Regions from separate parts of the Zea mays genome. Here regions 1 and 2 are each linked to region 3. The links are chromatin contacts, called in public Hi-C maps. All regions are on one chromosome and are shown on one strand. The core of a region is the stretch at or near the end of the contact, and the rest is flanking DNA. Distances in the headings are between cores, read along the strand shown.

What was found. Hi-C and Micro-C count contacts between places; a contact is called where the count stands out from the background.
Region 1: a Hi-C map of tassel shows a contact between it and region 3, with 2.7 times the contacts expected there. The contact joins the promoter of LOC100286306 here to the promoter of LOC100274015 in region 3. A contact is called at or near these places in 3 of 25 Hi-C or Micro-C datasets (ear, endosperm and tassel).
Region 2: a Hi-C map of tassel shows a contact between it and region 3, with 2.3 times the contacts expected there. The contact joins the promoter of LOC100277470 here to the promoter of LOC100274015 in region 3. A contact is called at or near these places in 2 of 25 Hi-C or Micro-C datasets (ear and tassel).

Annotation. Positions count from the first base shown.
Region 1 is chr9:83,539,321-83,543,321 of Zm-B73-REFERENCE-NAM-5.0, reverse strand. LOC100286306 (vacuolar ATP synthase subunit B) reads left to right here and starts at 1,336. Exons shown (of 15, transcript NM_001159193.2): 1 at 1,336-1,489; 2 at 1,827-1,894; 3 at 2,671-2,726; 4 at 2,830-2,928; 5 at 3,055-3,114; 6 at 3,439-3,550; 7 at 3,705-3,910. The coding sequence starts at 1,837.
Region 2 is chr9:84,614,503-84,618,451 of Zm-B73-REFERENCE-NAM-5.0, reverse strand. LOC100277470 reads left to right here and starts at 2,449. Exons shown (of 13, transcript NM_001279564.2): 1 at 2,449-2,626; 2 at 2,708-2,763; 3 at 2,848-2,965; 4 at 3,061-3,123; 5 at 3,211-3,279; 6 at 3,379-3,545. The coding sequence starts at 2,522.
Region 3 is chr9:84,055,969-84,060,398 of Zm-B73-REFERENCE-NAM-5.0, reverse strand. LOC100274015 (kaurene oxidase1) reads left to right here and starts at 1,395. Exons shown (of 8, transcript NM_001148400.1): 1 at 1,395-1,603; 2 at 4,010-4,170. The coding sequence starts at 1,468.

The DNA of each region.
Region 1 (4,001 bases), core at 87-2,586, 520 kb after region 3:
CGGCTCGCGAGCCTCGAGCTTTTTTTTTCCAGCCCTAGTTGCGACGGCTCACAACAATACCCACGTAAATTATCCACCAAAAAGATCTCAAGATTTTTTATTAGTTGTCTCCACTCTTCACATAATATTTTTTATGAACCACGGGTACCATAGGCAGCAAATCAGAGACCCCCATCCCTCGCGTCCCCACTTCTAAGGTTTCGTAGAGCAGGAGGGGAAGAGAAGAGGCGGGCATACCTGTTCGTTGCCAGAGAAGGACACGACGAAGACCTGGGCATCTGGAGTCGACATAGGTTGTATACCGCTAGATATATAGGGAGAGAGCACACAAGCAGAGAAAGAAGCCCAACCGGAGCAGCTCCAAACCAAGAGACACCCGCACCAGGCGTCAGTCCGAAAAGGGCGAGAGAATGCGAGTGTCTTCCCAGCCTTGTACCCGCCGAAGCGACACAATACCACCACCAACTCCGTAGCATATGTCGACTCCTGCCACACTATGACCTTAGTTGTCCAATATCTCAGACCTGGACTCCTCATCGCTAGAATAACCTAAGCGTGACAGGCACCACCATGTCCTACTCGACGGCACGCACGAAGAAAGGCCAGGAGCATGACCGACTCACCCTGTATCCGCGTCGACGAGCGTCGGTCGGCTTGTGGCTACGACCGTGGGCAGGGGCAACAGGTTGGGAGGAAGAACAGGGCGAAGGCCGGGAAGACGAACGAGACGTCCGACGACGGCGAAAACGATGGTGCACGCATGATGTGAAATGTCCTCGTGGACGTGCAATAGCCACTGCGCGAGTCGATGTCGGGGCTGACGTTGGACGAATACAGGGAGGAGGCACCTGCTCCTACGCCCTCTGCCGAGAATGGTGTGGCGCGGAGATAGAGGCATGGCAGGAGAGAGAAAAGAAGTAGAATGATGGACGAGGTGGTGGCAACTGAGGCGAGGACCATCATTATCGTGCGGAGGTATAAATGACTAAATGAGAAGTGTCTAGCAAGCCGGCCCGAGGCACGACCAATTTAACAGTGATTGGGCCAACCCGTCACGAGTGTCATGCAGTGTTTGGGCCATAGCCTCGGTTCGTAGTGCTGGCTCGAAAATCATATTAAAAAAGGAATATTAATAATTATAATATAGTATTAATATCATTAGATAGATTTTAAGTCTAGTTTATAATAAAATTATTTAGAGATATAAATATTAATAATACTTATTTATAAATCTAGTTAACGTTTGATATCGGACGGCGGTTTGGGATTCAATGCCGAAAATTCCGTAATCGTTCAGGGCAAAGACGCAAAACGTCCGTCTGCCCCTCTCTGGTTATAATTTTGGGCATTAATTGCACGTCTCCTCCCCACCTCTCCTTCCCTCCACCCGTGCCGTCGCCTCGCCTATCCGATCTGCCACCTCCTCCCGTCTCGCACGTTCCTTCCCAACTCCGCAGCGTAGCCTCTCCGCGGCGCGATCCAGATCCAGGTACGCCTTCTTCCGGCCCCGCAATCTCATCTCCACCCCCGCTCCTCCTCCGGCAATCCATCGCTCGGGTTGTCCCTACTGGGCGACACGAGGGCGGCCACGCCCACCGCCGAAACACTCTCTGATCTGTGCCCAGCCTGCCTCCGCACTTTCTCCCTCTTCCGTTCAGCAACAGCGGCTGCGGTTTTACTCTGTCTGTTGCCGATTTGTTTGGATTGCTGATCTCTCTACAATTTCTGGTGGATCGGATAGTCAGAGTGATCTGTGTGGATTGGGGTAACTCGGATCAGCTCCGCTCCTTTTTCTCGGTTCTGATGGCGTGGCTGGCTGTTGCCAGGTTTTTCAGCATGGGCCTGGTGAAGGAAGGCATCGACATGGAGGAGGGAACCCTTGAGATCGGCATGGGTGAGTTACTAGCGACGAGATCCAAGCTCGCGCGCAGTATTCCTTAGGATGTTTAGTATTTATCCTTTCAGCTGTTGATGTGTCGCATAGTCATACCGATGCATCACTGGTACTAGCATCCTAGCGTGGATATGTAGTGATGATTTGCACTTTGAGGAGACAAACACATTGCTTATAAATGATCCTAAGCTATGAGACAATATATTGGGTCATCGGCTAGCTTATAGCTTGGTTGCATTACCAATGCTTTGGATTTTATAAACGCATGGTATTAGTATATAACACTGTAGATTCTCCTAACAATACATCAACTCACTTCACAAGGCTTTTGTTAAACCATACTACAATAGTGCAACAGGATGCATCTAGTTTAGCTTGTAGATTTGCTGTTTCAACTATGTAACTAGTTTCAGGTCTGGCACACTTGCTAGATCACACTTTTAGTTTAAAATTAGTTCATCTATTTGCATGTATTGCTTTTCGGGAATTGTGATTCATGTCACATCCAATGTGGAGGCTTCATGAATTACCAATTACTGAATCTTCGATGTATTGGTCTGCATGCCTGCATTGAGCCATTGACACATGCCACTGCCATTATAAATATAAGACTTCTTTTGTGTTATATGGGTAACAGAAATTTGCTGATCAAAGTGCATACCTTGGGCTTCTTTTGTGGAAGGTGTATGCCTGTTTGAAATCATGCTTTTTGGGCTACGTTACAAAGGTGACATGTACTAGTTAGTAGTTAGTAATTTACCTGTGTACCTGTGCAGAGTACAGGACTGTATCTGGTGTTGCTGGGCCTCTGGTCATATTGGATAAAGTAAAGGTGTGCACAGTTTTCTCCAATATGATGCTAACTACCCTGCAGATTTTGAACAGCTCATTCTGCTAGCCTCTTATACTTCCTTTGCTTGTGTATCCATCATTAGGGCCCAAAGTACCAAGAAATTGTAAACATCCGACTTGGAGATGGCACCAATCGCCGTGGTCAAGTCCTGGAAGTTGATGGCGAAAAAGCTGTTGTGCAGGTTACTTCTCCATTCTCCTGATTGTTTTTTAGCAGTAGTTCTAATTTGATTTTGATTCTGCAGTATGGTCATGTTAGTTCCATTCCCAGAAAACTTAGTTTGTTAATTAACTGCATTATTCATCAGGTCTTTGAAGGAACTTCTGGAATAGACAACAAATACACAACCGTGCAGTTTACAGGCGAGGTACTTCATCTTGTGATTTTATTTGTTATTTACTTATCAATGAAGTGTTTAGTAGGCAAAAACACTTTGGGCTAGATCATTTCAATTTGGGAATCTAGTCCATAAGGCAAATTTACAAGATATATGATAAGCACACCTTGTTCCACCATAAAGTTATCTATAGTAGTCATGTTAATTGTCAATTGTATAGTTTATACCAATAGAAGAATAAAGTCCACAGATCTACCAGGTTAAATTTAACAATGATATTGTTTTCTTTAGTACCCTGTTTATTGAGAAATTCCCATCTTGTTTGATTATACAGTCATTGTGTTTCTTTTACAGGTTTTGAAAACTCCTGTCTCACTTGATATGCTTGGGCGCATTTTTAATGGTTCTGGAAAACCTATTGACAATGGCCCCCCGATATTGCCCGAAGCCTACTTGGATATCTCTGGTAAGTAATTTCTGGTTCTAGCATGCTGCTCTACAATACTCATGGTTAAGTGCATGCTGTCGTGCAGAGTAGGTTTTAGACGTATTGGTTAATTGAGTTAAATCAATGAGTCCATCTTTAAATTTTGTAAATATGTACTCTGATTTTGCTGCAGGAAGTTCTATTAACCCCAGTGAGAGAACCTATCCAGAGGAGATGATCCAAACTGGGATATCCACCATTGATGTCATGAATTCCATTGCTCGTGGACAAAAGATTCCACTGTTTTCTGCTGCTGGGCTCCCTCACAATGAAATTGCTGCTCAGATTTGTCGTCAGGCTGGTCTTGTGAAGACATTGGAGAAAGGAAAGCATGCTGAGGTAGCTAATGTGTTCTAACTTCTAACTGCAACCCTACTGGCATGCCCTCCCCCTTATCCAAAAAACATATTTTTCAGTGCACAAACAGTTG
Region 2 (3,949 bases), core at 1,200-3,699, 560 kb before region 3:
TTATTGAGTCCATATGGTAGCACAACACCAAAATAGATTATGATATCAGAATTGTTTGGAAGATTCCCAATGACTTTACTTGAATTTGGAAGTGAGACTATTAGAAAGTTCTTGTAGTTAGCTTTTTATCCATATAAATAACATCCAAATTTGAGTCTGAATGCATCCAAGGCATTAATTTGAAGTCAAATTGGTCCTCAACTCCGAGTAGGACTCGAATCCATCTTCGAGTAGGAATCCAGCTTGTTGTGCTCATCCATCACCTTGTCCATGTCCTTGGGTGCTTCCTTGATGGTTCTTAAGTCCCTAATATGCTTGTCCATCGTTCAAAACAATAATAATTTCATTAGGTAGCAATCGGTCCTGAATTTCATAAAGACTAGAACTTAAGAATGAGTTAAATTGCAATTGAAGTTGACATGCACATGCTCTTGTTGTTGGTCCCCGAAATATAGGAGGAGAAGCATCATGTCCTCATCATCTCCCTCTTGAATTGAAGTCGTCCTCGATGACATTCCATCTTCCTCGCCCAAATACGGACACAAATATGAAATTTAAAATGTGGACTAACCCTAAAATCTACAGACAACTCAAGTTTATATGCATTGTCATTGATTTTCTTAAGTACCATGAAAGGACCTGTTGCACGAGACATTACTTTAGGCTTTCTCAAATATGTAAATAGATATTTTCATAAGTGAACCAAACCAAATCACCTAGTTTAGGTTTTACAACCTTCGTACCTTTTAGCAAGTTTATACTCCCCATTCATCTTTTAAATTTTATGTTTAGTTGTGTCATGCAACTTTCAAATGAAATCAACATGTTGCAAAGCATCTAATTTCACAATTTCAAGAGGCAAAGGTAATAAATCAATTGGATCATGTGGATTAAAACCATACACTACTTGAAACAGACTAAATTTTGTTGTGGAGTGTACATCCCTATTATAAGCAAATTTAACATGTGGCAAACACTCAGATAAGTAAGCCTTACTTGCAACCACGTCTCGCCTGTCTAACAACTAGATAATTGTTACCTCTAACAACCAAATAAGTAAGGCTTACTTACAACCACCACGACCGCCTTCTTCTCCTTGTTGTTGCTGTCATATATTAACTCCCAACTTACCATATCTTTCCCCATCTCTGCCTCCGTCATCTAGATTCTTCCGCACAACCATAGAGGACATCAACCTTCCTCCATTGGCAAGCACCTCAAACAGCTATCGTGACTCTTCATCGCCATGCGCCTCTGCAGGTAGCGGAGCAAGACACAGCCAAGGGAAAGGAGGAGGCATCGCCACTGGTGATGTGTGGCTGAGACTCGGGAGAGGAGGAGGAGGCGCTTCATATCCTAAGTTTAGTTTAATATTGGTTGTTGGTAGATAATTTGTGAGATACTAAGGTCAATGATAATATATGTATTGCTCATTTTAATATAATCGTTATATGCTAATATTTTATCGAATTATGCACCATCGCAAGATACATGCATTGTACTAGTTTGAATTAAGCCTCACAATCCACAACAATATACGCCACATAGGTCTAATTCAAAGTAGATCAAATGCGAGCATGCCAATAGTTATTTATACATTTGTTCATTCTCAAGACCAATACAATACAAGTTTTCAAAAATTTAAAACAATGCACATCCCTAGTGTATCTATAGATTTTATCTTAAAATTTGACATACAAATTCAATGTAGAAAGTTTTATAAAAATAATAAATCTTAGCTTCATATGTGCACCATGAAAACAAAATTCCTACATATTAGTATTCTTCTCTGTCTCGATGAAATGAGCTAGAAATACAAAAAAAATAATAAATCTTAGATACATGTATGCACTACAAAGACAAATCTTAGGTCTTGATCGTTAAAAAAAACAGAAATAATACATGAATAAATTCATTTCAAGAAATGAGGAAAGAGTAAAATACATTTCTGGTGCTCAAACTTGTCGTCCTGTGTCATTTCAATCCACAAACTTTTAAAGTGTGTCAGTGCGATTTTTAATCGTTGTTTGGGTCTCAGTTAGGTTTACACATGTCGTGGTTAACATATTAACCCTACATGTCATCATGTGAATGTGGAAAATAGAGAAAAAAAGATACACATGTTGATATATGGAGTACTAGACTGACATATTTTAGACCTAACAGAGATCCGAACAATGATTAAGTACTAGACTGACATATTTTAAAGTTTGTAAAATGGAATGACATATAATTATTATAAGTTTAAGAATTGGAAATGTATTTTACTCAATGAAGAAAGGTTTGGTTTGCAAAATGAATAGTCAAATGGTGGGCACCATGGAAGCCCCGCTGCCTAAAATGGTACACAGTACGCCGAATCCTCTCCCGGCACCGCAACCGCTGTTCCTCTGCGCGGAACGCGCGCGCGCCACAGCCGATCAGCCACCGCAGGATTCCTCGTCCACCGCGACCATTCGGCTTCTCCCCAATCCCGGCACGGCGGCACGGGACCTCTCCCTCTCTCTCCCGCTGGCGGGCGATGGCCTCCTCCTCCTCCTCACCTGCGCCCGCCCTGGCCGGGGAGGCGCTACGCCAGAAACGCATCCTCTCCAGCAAGCTCTACCTCGAGGTCCCGTCCTCCAAGGTCGGTCGCGGGCATCGTCCCATCTCTAGCTTCCAAGATACGCGCGAGCTGTCCTTGTCTCAATCCAATGTTTTCTTGCAGGCGCCGGTGGTTTACTCGCCGGCATACGACATCTCCTTCCTCGGCCTTGAGAAGCTGTGAGCTGCCTTCCCGCCTGTCCACCACCTATGCAGAAATACGCATCGGCGTTCAAATGTTTTTGACACGGCGTGCGTGTGCAGGCACCCGTTTGAATCCGCCAAATGGGGCCGCATCTGTAGGTACCTCACCAGGGAAGGGTACCTCGACAAGAAACAGATGGTGGAGCCATTGGAAGCCTGCAAGGAGGATTTGCTAGTGGTAATTAATCAAGAATCAGGAATCTGATTTTCGCCTGGTTCAGACTTCATAGTGTATTTGGTCTGATGAATCCCTTGCATGGCTTGATTAACCAGGTGCACACGGAGGCGTATTTGAACAGTCTCAAATGCAGCTTCAGAGTTTCCTCCATTGTAGAGGTATTGATTTTTCAGAAGTGGGGTTGGCCTGATTGGTGGTGAATTATGTATTGTGGTTGAGTGATTGACAGGTGTTTGATATCTTAGGTCCCTCCTGTGTCGCTTGTCCCTAATTGGATTGTGCACAGAAAGCTACTACACCCCTTCCGGAAGCAGGTATTCTAGTGTGAATATGTGTTTGCCTTTTTGGATTATTTGTAAATTCGTATGCATAATGTGATTATCAGGGGAGGATGATAAAATTTCTTTTCACAGGTGGGTGGGTCCATTTTATCAGCCAAACTTGCATTTGAGAGAGGTTGGGCTATTAATGTTGGTGGAGGATTTCACCATTGTTCAGCAGATGAAGGGGGTGGATTTTGTGCATACGCTGACATCTCTCTCTGCATCCAGTTTGCTTTTGTCCGTCTAAATATCTCAAGGTAAACCCTTTATCGGTAGTTTTGTTTGCTATAATAACTATGTTTTCGTGAGTTATATGCTTGATTGGGTGAGTCTCTTATTATGCTTGTTTGACTGCACATTCTGCTTATGCTCCCTCCAGTGACCAAACAATGTCATTTTCGTGTAATCGCAGACTTTCAGTTAAGTTATTGAATTTTGATCGTCAATTACTTAATGTTTATTGATCTGAACAGCGAGAAATGGTATGAGTAGTTCGTCTCAGAAGTACAGTCATTCAGTTGTGGTATGGTTTGCCAATGTATTATTGTAGACATTACTAGTCAAAGTTCTGTTTTGGAAACCATGTCAGTGTCTAAAAATGTCACTCTTTTTGTTACTGGAGCGATTATAAGGAAGAACGTTATTGTGGATGCATCCATTG
Region 3 (4,430 bases), core at 146-2,645:
GTGTCGACTCGGTATGCTTCTACCACTTATGTGTACCTGTCACCCATCGTTCTGTCATTGCAAATATTAGTGTGTTGTTCCTCTGTTGTTTTGGGTGTTAGTTTTTTGTTGTGCTAGGGACTGAATATAATTTGGGTCTATTAATACTTTATTTATTGTATGCACGTGGTTTGCGTTTTTCTGATGGTGGGTCATGGATCCTGCAAAATATGTGTTAACATTTGGAGATCCATGCGGGCACTACCACAGGGTGCTCGTCCCTTGTGTTATTGGCTCTTGCATGCATTAGGACGTTTCTGAAACCACATTGGTGCAATAGAATCCATGTTGTTTGAGGTTGCTGAATTGGATGGAGCAACAATGTTTTTTCACACTAACAATAAAAGGAAAGATTATTTGTTGGTTTCAAACGTTAGTAATTGCTATAAAGTGCCATAATTTGTAAGGAGCACATCCAGTTTTTATTGATGATTGACTTTAGCAACCACTCCATATTTTGACCTATCTTTTTTGTAAGTTTGAGTTCATGTGACTTATTTTAGAAACTTGAGCTCACAAACTTTCTCTTATTTGGTCTATGTATGGTGGAATTATGTCATTCTATAATCTCTATTCGTTCAGTCAGTCATTGTGAACTCTCTTCTAATCGCTCCCTTCATTGATCATTGAACGTGTTGTACCAAGACATATTGGATGGAGTAAACAACAACATCAGTTAGTCAAATAAAAAAATTATACGGAGAGCGGAGACAATCAATAAAAAAACTTTAGATCTTTTTGGTGGATAGTTTACGTAGGTATTGTTGTGACCCGTCGCAACGCACGGACAACCGACTAGTATGACTTTATCTTTGTGAAGCTTATCGAAAGTGCATATCACATGTAATAAAAAAGTAGATGAATCAAAGGACACCCAGCGTTCGCCTCCCCAAACTTTTCCCTTCCTTCCCACCACGGGGATGAAAACGGTCGGAAACGGTATTTATTCGGTAATCAGTTTTTAGTCGTTTTTTATTGTGAATAAATAGGATAGAATCAAAAATACAAATTTGTATTCATTGTTTTTAACATTTAGCTTATAAAGATTTATAAAAGGTAAATCTCAAATTTATCATATATTTTCTCAAATAATAGATATAAACTTCGGTATGGATTTAAAAATAAATTCGGTAAAATTTTCAATTTTTATGTTATAGGGAGCAAATAATAAATAAAATAATTTTATATCAAATTTTATATATATCTATTTTAAAATATAAAATTTGTTAACGGTTCGGCTTTCATCCCTCAAGGGGCCACGTCTCGCTCGCGTCGCGTCGCGTTCACCTGCTGCTGCGTTTTTGGTACAGTATAAAGGCCGTCCGTCGCGCCGCGCTGTCCCTCATCTCCAGTCTCCCTCTCCACTCTGCGGCCCGGTCGATCCCCATTCCGATCCATCGCACGGGCAGCGCCCAGTCCGGTTCACTCATGGAGTCTCTAGTGGCTGCGCTCCCCGCGGGCGGCGCTGCGGCGGCGGCGGCCTTCGGTGGGCTGGTGGCCGCTGCCGCGCTCGCCGGAAAGGTCGGCCTTGTCGGGTCCAAGAAACACCTCAACGCGCCCCCAGGTCAGTCACCCGACATGATCCCGCGCTCTCAATCTAATGCGGAACCTGTCGTTCTGATCCTTTATTTAGCCCGGATCCTTGCGTCGGTAGAAACTGTTTATTTCTTACTACGTTGTTCCAGACTTCCAGTTAGTTTGGTGGTGTGACCGTGAGGAGCACTCTTTAGTTTGTTGTGAGGACTGACCGTGTAAGCGAATTTCGTGTGGTTAAAAGATCCCTTCCACGCCAAAGCGTAAAGATTCGGTTCCGGTCGTGATTGTTCCACTATGATAGATGGGGCACTGGCGACCTACTCGCTCCGTGCATGTGATTTTGTCGTTTTATGTTGTCAAACTATTTTAATTTTAATTAACAATATATAAAGTTAAATTATTTTAAATTTAAGGAACTACATATTATTGTAGTTTAAGTCACGATTAATCTAGTAACTATTTTTATGTTATAAATCTTATGAAACATCCGTCAAAATTGACGATGATTTAGACTAAATACAAAACGACTAAATCAGGACGAAGGGAATATGTGATAAGCTCGGCCTCCGTCTAGTTTTTAATTTTTATGTTCTTTATGGGGTGATGGAGGGTTTAAGAAAAATTATTTCCAGCATTCCCAATAATCACGTCCGCGCATCCACATTTATTGTGGATATTTATTGTGGATATAAATAAATTATTTCTTACGTTTCCTAGTGTAGTTGCTAATCCTAGTAAAAAATGAAGGGTATGGATTCTGATCGATGCCATGCATACTGGACCACTACCGATTACCGAATCACATTCTGAGCGTGCCTGGGAATAGTTTAAGGTGGAGGTGGAGCTGTGCAAAACTATGCCTAGTTCTGTGGTATGCTCTCCTTTAGTGCACGCGTATCAGTATCGGTGGACTACTACGCCAACGTGCCTAACTGCCTAAATACTTTCTGTTTCAGAATTAAAATCCTGACCTCGAATTATAGCAGTTCCTTAACCTGACAATAAGGCACAATCAGTAGGCTGTGTGAAATTTACAGTGAAAATTTCTTGATTCATGTCTCTTACGCATGAGCACAAGTTGTGAACGAAAGAGAAGCTTCCAGACGTTTCTGAGTTGTTTTAAGTACTCTAGTATGTATGGAGTGTGGAATACTAATAGCGCCATCTCCATGGCCCCACCTAATTCATTGTCGCAGATCAGTTCAATATCAATCTTGTTGTACTTGGACTGTACATAGGTCTGACCTTCCACCAACTGACAGCAACAACTAAAGCCATGTATATTTTTCTTCGAAAAAGTTATGCAAAGCAGTCGGCAGTCTTGATATTTCCATGTGCAGTGTCACAGGGGAAATTTGATATTTCGTACGTTCATTTATATTTCTAAGAAAATAATTTTTATATAAGAAGGGATAAAATGGGTGATTCTTCCTCCGAAACGCACACTAAAAGAGTGATTCGTACAGTTGAGTCACTGCCGAAAAGGAGACTCCTGAAATTTCAGTACTACCTTATTTAAAGGCTTGCTGCGAAAGGGTCTCTAGCTGAGTTGGTTATGTGGTCTGAAAGTGTTTTTTAAATTGGTGTCCTTAGTTTTGGTGGTGTGCTCACCTATACCCTTAGTCGTGTTTTTTTGTTCAGCTGTGCCCTTCTGTTCTATAGCACTGGAAGGGCACAGTTGAGCAAAAACACGACTAAGGGTATAAGTGAGCACACCATCAAAACTAAGGGCACCAATTTAAAAAACACTTAAAAAATCCTCTCATTTGTCCCACGCCAAAGCAGAGGTCTAAGGCTCAGCCCCGGTCGTGGTCGTTCTCACATGGATTTCGATGCCGCTGTGTATGGGTGGGGTCGGGTTCGGGGGTTTTCTCGACCTGTGTGAGAAGGTCTTCTTGTTACTACAATGCCCGGGGGCTGTCTTACCCCTGCAGGTCGAGTTTTTTTTATATTTAAAGGCTTGCTCATGAATCAACTTTCAATAAGTTATTCTCCCTGCTTATTTCAGCTTCTTATATTGATTTATAAACTGTCTAAGAATCCAATACAAAGTATGTTGTTCCTTGAATCCTTTTAAATTGTTATATTATAGTGTGCTAAACTAAGGATTTTTTATATTGTGCACAAACCTTTGAATAGCAGTTGCCTTGGTGTTGTTTTCCCATAGTATTCCTAGCAGTAAGATAAGTCAATAACACTACCAACTCCACAAACCATCATGAATATTTTAAATATTTTTCTTTTAACTTGATATTGTATAGAAAAACTAGTTATGAGCAAGCATGTGCTTATTTCCATGCAGAGACTAAAAATTAAGAACAACATGGTTACCAGGTCCAGCATTTAATGAAACTATGTTCTTATCCAATATTACATATTTTATGTCAGGGCAAAAGAACCAAACCCTCGAGTTATTTTATTTCTTTTCATGCAGCTGTCTCTGGTTTACCCCTGATTGGGAATCTTCATCAGTTGAAAGAGAAGAAACCTCACCAGACCTTTACAAAGTGGGCAGAAATTTATGGGCCAATTTACACTATAAGGACCGGTTCTTCTACTGTAGTTGTGCTCAATTCAGCCCAAGTAGCCAAGGAGGTTAGTTGGAAGTTGTGTTTTCATCTTTTGTGGTTCCTTTACTAATATAGTTGTGATTGGCTACTATACATATTTTTCTTTCTGAAGTTAAGGGCAATTGGTGACAATTGGACCTTTTCTGGTGTCACCATGATTATTGCATAACAAACTCCACACTTTTAATGTCCTCTCTTCTATTATTTTTCTTCGCAATATGAGTTTCTAATGGTGATCTAAGTCAAGCACTGAAACGAGAATTCTGTTTGCATCCTAAAACAAAG